Linked DNA regions of Mus musculus: region 1 is linked to region 2. A link is a contact called in public Micro-C data. All regions are on one chromosome and are shown on one strand. The core of a region is the stretch at or near the end of the contact, and the rest is flanking DNA. Distances in the headings are between cores, read along the strand shown. Region 1 has its middle 20 kb from the start of Gm40241. Region 2 has its middle 55 kb from the start of Rragc.

The links. A called contact is a pair of places that touch in the nucleus more often than the background predicts.
Region 1: a contact with region 2 is called in a Micro-C map of embryonic stem cells, with 2.0 times the contacts expected there. The contact joins two enhancer-like sites. A contact is called at or near these places in 5 of 484 Hi-C or Micro-C datasets (the G1E-ER4 cell line, the HPC-7 cell line, embryonic stem cells and 1 more), 2 of 115 datasets of contacts at active chromatin or transcription factors (both in embryonic stem cells) and 1 of 9 other capture datasets (embryonic stem cells).

What each region holds. Positions count from the first base shown.
Region 1 is chr4:124,072,479-124,075,252 of GRCm38.p6, reverse strand. No RefSeq gene overlaps it. Among named protein-coding and RNA genes, the nearest start is that of Gm40241, 20 kb to the right of the region's middle. Within about 2 kb of position 1,447, at least 4 of the 459 cell types and tissues checked have an H3K27ac peak or open chromatin away from gene starts, as enhancers often do. A contact at or near this core is called in embryonic stem cells, where this site is marked.
Region 2 is chr4:123,970,799-123,973,904 of GRCm38.p6, reverse strand. No RefSeq gene overlaps it. Among named protein-coding and RNA genes, the nearest start is that of Rragc, 55 kb to the right of the region's middle. Within about 2 kb of position 1,349, at least 23 of the 459 cell types and tissues checked have an H3K27ac peak or open chromatin away from gene starts, as enhancers often do. A contact at or near this core is called in embryonic stem cells, where this site is marked.

The sequences.
Region 1 (2,774 bases), core at 198-2,697, 100 kb before region 2:
TAACTCTGCTACATGGGCACCATCTTCACTATGGCATCTAAATTTAATTACTCTTCAAAGTTGCCACCTCCTTAACATCATCCTATTTGCGATTAGTTAGCATTCCACATAGGGATGGGTGGCCAGGCAGGAACATTAAGCCCACAACACAACTCCAGCAATAGCTGGTGACCTGAGGCGGATCACTTCCTGTGTTAATCCCAGCACTCGGGAGGCAGAGGTTGGCAGCTTTCTGAGTTTGAGGCCAGCCTGGTCTACAAAGTGAGTTCCAGGACAACCAGGGCTACACAGAGAAACCCTGTCTCGAAAAGACAAAATAAATAAATAAATTAATTAATTAATTAATTAAATTTTAAAAAAGAAAGAAAGGAAGGAAGAAAGAAAGAGATTGACCTCTGACCTCACAACACACATCAACACAAACAATGAAAAATAAACTGAAATAAATAAAAGACAGCTAGAGTTGCAGATGGAAGAAAGACATACAGAATGACGTCTCCCTACTGATGCATGGAGAGATTTCTGACCCTAAATTCTGCAGCAAGTGAAGGCTGGAGAAGCATGGGATGACCAACCACGCCAGCTGGGCCGGAGAGAATAAGGCTAAACATTCTCTCCGCAACACGAGGGACCAGCCACCCAGATACCAGCACAGCATAACATAGCAGCAGCCACATTAGGACGCTTAGCATACGGAGCCCTGTTGGTGTGGAGGCCTAAGCTTTTAGATACCAGGAGTAGAGCCTTGCCATGAGATCAATCATAGAGTCGAAGAGAGGGAATTTCATCAAGAGAGTAGATGACGGCTAAGTTGGGGTGGGGTGCTGTCTTAGTTACTTTCCATGTTGGTATGATAAAATATTCTGACAGAAGCAACTAAGGGAGAAATGGCTTATCCTATCACACATTCCACTGTGGCAGGGAAGGCAAGGTACCGGGAGCAGCTGGTCACATGGCATCTGCAATCAGGAAGCAAAAGAATGAATGCATACATGCTAGTGCTCAGTACCACCTCTCCATTTATACAGCCCAGGATTCTCTGCCTAGGGAATGGTTCTGCCCACTGTTCTGATGGGTCTTCTTTTCACAGTGATTAACGTAATCAAGAGAACCATGAGCAGGCCTAGAGGCCCATTTCCCATGTGATGCTAAATTCTTTCAAGTTCACAATTAACACTAGCCATACAATTTTAGAATCCTTATCCTGGGATTAGCTTGTTCCCCAAACCCTGCTAAGCAAAGGAGAAGCCCAAGCAGGACCCAGCATACCGGGGTCTCAGGCCCAGCTCTGCTTCCAAATCTCTATGCAGTGTGAGACAACTCCCAGCCCTGCCTTCTTTCTCTCAAACACCAATGTCAAGGTCAAGGCAGTCTCTACCTCTGAGAAACACCAGTTAAAATGGTTTCCCTTCCTTTTCTTCATCTGGGGGAATGTCTCTGACCCAGGGATCTGCAGGAGGAGTTTCTCCCTTTGCATCCTTTTAGCATATCAATCCCCACATTTCTCTGCTTGAACTTCAGAGCTAAGGGAAGCTGAGCCTTTGCCTATTTAATGCATGGTTTTGCATATTTTCCTGGACTCTTTCAGTTACCCTTTGCCCTTAAGTTGCCCACCACAGATATACTCTGTTCCTGGGCTTAGGGGAGACCCATTCTCTCCATGGCTAATTGGACAGTGGTTCTTCCAGCACGCTCTCTACTCCTTCCTATCAAAGGAGTAGAGAGTTAAGAGTCTAGGGTCAGAGTGGGTTGCAGAAAAGGGGTGGAGAAGGAGGGACTAGATGACTGGACACCAGACAGGGGTTATAGCTTTGCAGTTAGAAGAAAACTATGGTTTGGCTCCCAAGGTTGATGAAATGGAACCAAAGCAGCTGATGCTCTGTGATGAAGCCATGCTCTGCCTGGGTGTCAGCCAAGAAAAGGGGTCCCACACAAGGTGGGGGACTGCACTCTGTAACACTGGGAGCCCTAAGGCTCTTCTAGGAAGGAGAAGAGAGGGAAGCAGGAAAGGGTGTAGAGCAGTCTCTTCAGTCAGTTTCAAGTGTGGTACAAATGTGACAGGGTGCCCTTGTTCCCTTGTGACAGTCTGTCTCTTACTCCACAATCAAAGAGCAGAGAGGGAGGGAGGGAGAGGGAGGGAGAGGAAGGAAGGAAGGAAGGGACAAGAGGGGAAGAGAAGGAGAGGAGGGGAGTGGGGAAAGAGGGCAGGAGAGACAACTTTCTGGAGCTTCCTGCAGCCTCGAACCTCTTGCAAGGGCAGCAAATCTGGCTGGAGTCTGTGGTAGAGCAAAAGAACAACGTGAGCCATAAAGCAAATACCAAGTGCACAGGCCAGGTCCTCTAGCTGCCTTCAGGGTAAGCCCCGGGGATGTAAGGGTCTCCCACCAGGCCCCAGCACTTAAAGACTTTATTCACTCCTGATAAGGCCACTGTGGCAACCAAGTCATCAATGCATTTTGTTTTGGGTGGGGGTGTCATGGTTTGAATATGCTTGGCCCAGGGAGTGGTACTATTTGGAGATGTGTCACTGTGGGCGTGGGCTTTAAGATCCTTGTCCTAGCTGCCTCCAAGTCAGTCTTTTACTAGCCACCTTCAGATGAAGATGTAAAACTCTCAGCGTTGTCTGCCCTGTGCCTACCTAGATGCTGCCATGCTCCCACCTTGATGATAATGGACTGAACCTCTGAACCTGTAAGCCAGCTTCAGATATATGTTGTCCTTTATAAGACTTGCCTTGGCCGTGGTGTCTGTTCCCAGCAGTAAAACCCTAAGTC
Region 2 (3,106 bases), core at 100-2,599:
TTGTTATTTTTACTTTGGAACTTTTAAATGTCTTAATAAAAAATATATATATAGAATTGACTCTAAAAGACAACAAGAAAAAGGATTGCATATATACATATAATTATGTGATGCACACACATATGCCAGTAGAGAACGGTCTCCACATATATTATTAATTGGTGAAAGCAGGACAGCATCGAGGCCAGTTTCTGAGCACTCGTGCGTGCTACAGAATCATACAGAACTCCAACCCTTGGAGGCCTGCCTTTAAACCCAAAGTATACGCATTCAAAGTGGCATGGAACACATACAAAATGCCTTGAAAGATGCAGGAGTAAATTTGCGGAGGAAACGGAACATCCCTGTCCAATCGGGCCCACTATCACTTACCTTGTATAGTGATGGTTTCTGTTCTCTAAATCTTAGATCAAAATCATTGGGTTAGAACCACCTGCATGAGACCTGCAGAATCCCACGGACACAAAAGACAGGCGAGCTTGCATGGGGAATAAGGAGTTTGCCTAGACATGGAAATAACTTACTATCAAAGACCTGAGTGGCACATTTTGCAGGACCGGAGCAGGGGAGGGGGCAGGGGAGATGAATCTTGACTTTCCTGGTTGCCAGCTGTGTTAACTCAAACACAGTCATGCGCTCCTGTTTCTTCACTGCTCTAGAAAGAAATTGTTCCGCTTGCCTTCTAGAGCCTCTCCTGGGGGTTGAATGAGACAATACAAGTAAGGTGCTTAGTTAAAGGGCATGTGTGTAGCAAACATTTAATTAGTAGTCGTTGGAGAGAAGTTAAATTAATTATTTCGCCGTGGTATTGTGGAATATTATGTGGCATTTGGAAAGAATTAGACAGGGCTGTGCCTGCTCATATAGAAAGTGCTCCAGGCACATTCCTCCATGAAAACGAAGCAAATGAGAGACCAGCCTGTATACCAGGAGTGCAATTGGGAAAGGAGAGATTGAGGGAAAAAAATCGTTATGCGCATTCAGATATATGCAAGGTCGCATGCCAGTCTGAGTGCAGGGTTAGCTCTGGGGTTTCGGAAGGAGGTGGGGCTGGAAAAAAAGCAGTTGGTTCATCCCTCTGTGCGCCACCGCACCATGTGAACTTTTTAGTCTAGCATCGATCACTTTTTCAATCTAACAGAGAAGTACATCCCCTCCCCCCGCCCAGCCCCCTCCAACTGTAATGGGAATTGGGGCTCCGGGGCGGCAAGGAGCCCGCTGAGCCCCGCGCTATCAGCTCCGCCATCAGCCGCCATGCGCCCCGCTGCTCACGGCCGGGGCCCAGGCAGTGATGATGAGGCACCGCGCCGTGACAGTGGCCGGAGCTGTGTCGCATTAGCATTGTGCAAGCCCTCTGTATTGGTTCTTTTGTGCTCATTTTCCAGCCAGAGAAACCTGGCGCCGCCCTGGCCGCACCCTGAGCCACCAGGCCACCAAAGCACAGGGCTGCAGACTAGGCCGCTGCACCCCTGGGACCCTGAGGTCCCCAGCCTCCTCCTGCCCAGCCCGTGCTGCTTCGGACTTGGAGAGATGAGAAGGGACAAAAAGTTACCCCCTGGACCTGCCCATGGCCACCTGCCCATGGCCATCTGGGAGGGAAGCACTCGGTGCCTTACGGCACCAGACCAGACCCCACTTCCCCACCCAACAGGCCTTGGTCCACAGCTTTCACAGTTTCACAGTTGAGGCTAAGACTACATGTCACACAGGATTCAACTCCCTAGTGTCCAGCTACTTACCTTACTCTTCCTCCCCCCCCCCCCCCCAGGGATTCATATGTCCAAGGAAATAGGACACACAAGGGTCTTGGACTTAGCGGGGGTCGGGGGGGGTGTCTTGACATTCCAGAAGATACTCCGGAGGAGGGAGCAACAGAGAGCAGCTATGGTGACCCCCTAAGGTAGGCCCAAGAGAGCCCTTGGCTCTAGGAAAGTTTCTGGACAGTTCCAACAGAGAGGCCAGAAAAAGAGTGGCCTTTACCGAAACAGCTAAGTTGCCCAGAGAGTCCAGCATGTTCTGTCTGCTGCCTCGATATCAAAGCGAGTGGCAGTTTCTATCCACCATCCGCGCTCCTCACCAACTCTGACAGGCAGGTTGTCCTGCTCATGCCATTAACTCGTTACCTGGGAAGGGGCATGGTGAGGAGGGGGACAAATCAGGCTATAGTGCTCAAGGGCGTGGTGAGCCAGGACAGGCACACAGATGAAGACTGTTCCAAGACTCCAGAAATATAAGCCATTGTACTGACCACCAGCTGATTGGCAACAGTGCCAAGAGAATCCCGTGGGGCTAATCTCAGCAAATGGTGAGACGTCCAAAATCTCCTCTGTACACCATTTCACGTGGAATTAACCCAAGAACCTGGGAGCCACCAAGTGGGAGAGTAGTCATTTGTCTAGCATGCTCAAGGCTCCCAGCACCATGAGGAAAAAAATCAAAAACCTCAAAACGGACCATAGCCCTAATGGAAGAGGAGGAAGAAAAAGAGGGATAGACAAATCAAAGCCAAAAGCCTTGGAAGATGGTCTGGAGAAATGGCTCAGCAGGTAAGAGCCTGTGCTGTTCTTTCGGAGGATTTTAGTTCTCTTCCCAGAATCCACCTCAATAGCTCATATCCTCCTGGAACTCCAACTCCACAGGACCTTGCGCCCTCTTCTGGCATAGATGGGCACTGCACCCACATGCACAGGCACACATATTTACATTAATTTTTAAGAAAAGGTCTTTTTAAAATAGCTTAGAAAACATGAGACCTGCTTTAAACAAGACAAAAATAAAAATTAAAAACCATTTCACTACAAAACACTGAAAAGGAAACCCCAACGTCTTAATTACTTTTTTATTGCTGTGATAAAACACTATCACCAAGGAAACTTACAAAAAGAAAACATGGAACCGGGCTTATGGTTTCAGAGGGTTAGAGTCTATGATAGCAGAGAGAAGGCATTGTGGCAGGAACACCTGAGAGCTCACATCTGATCCACAAGTACAAAGCAAGAGAGAGAGAGACACTAAGAATAGTGTGGTCTTTTGAAACATTGAAGTCCAACCCTAGTGACACACCTCCTCCAACAAGGCCACACCTCCTAATCCTTCCTAAACAGTT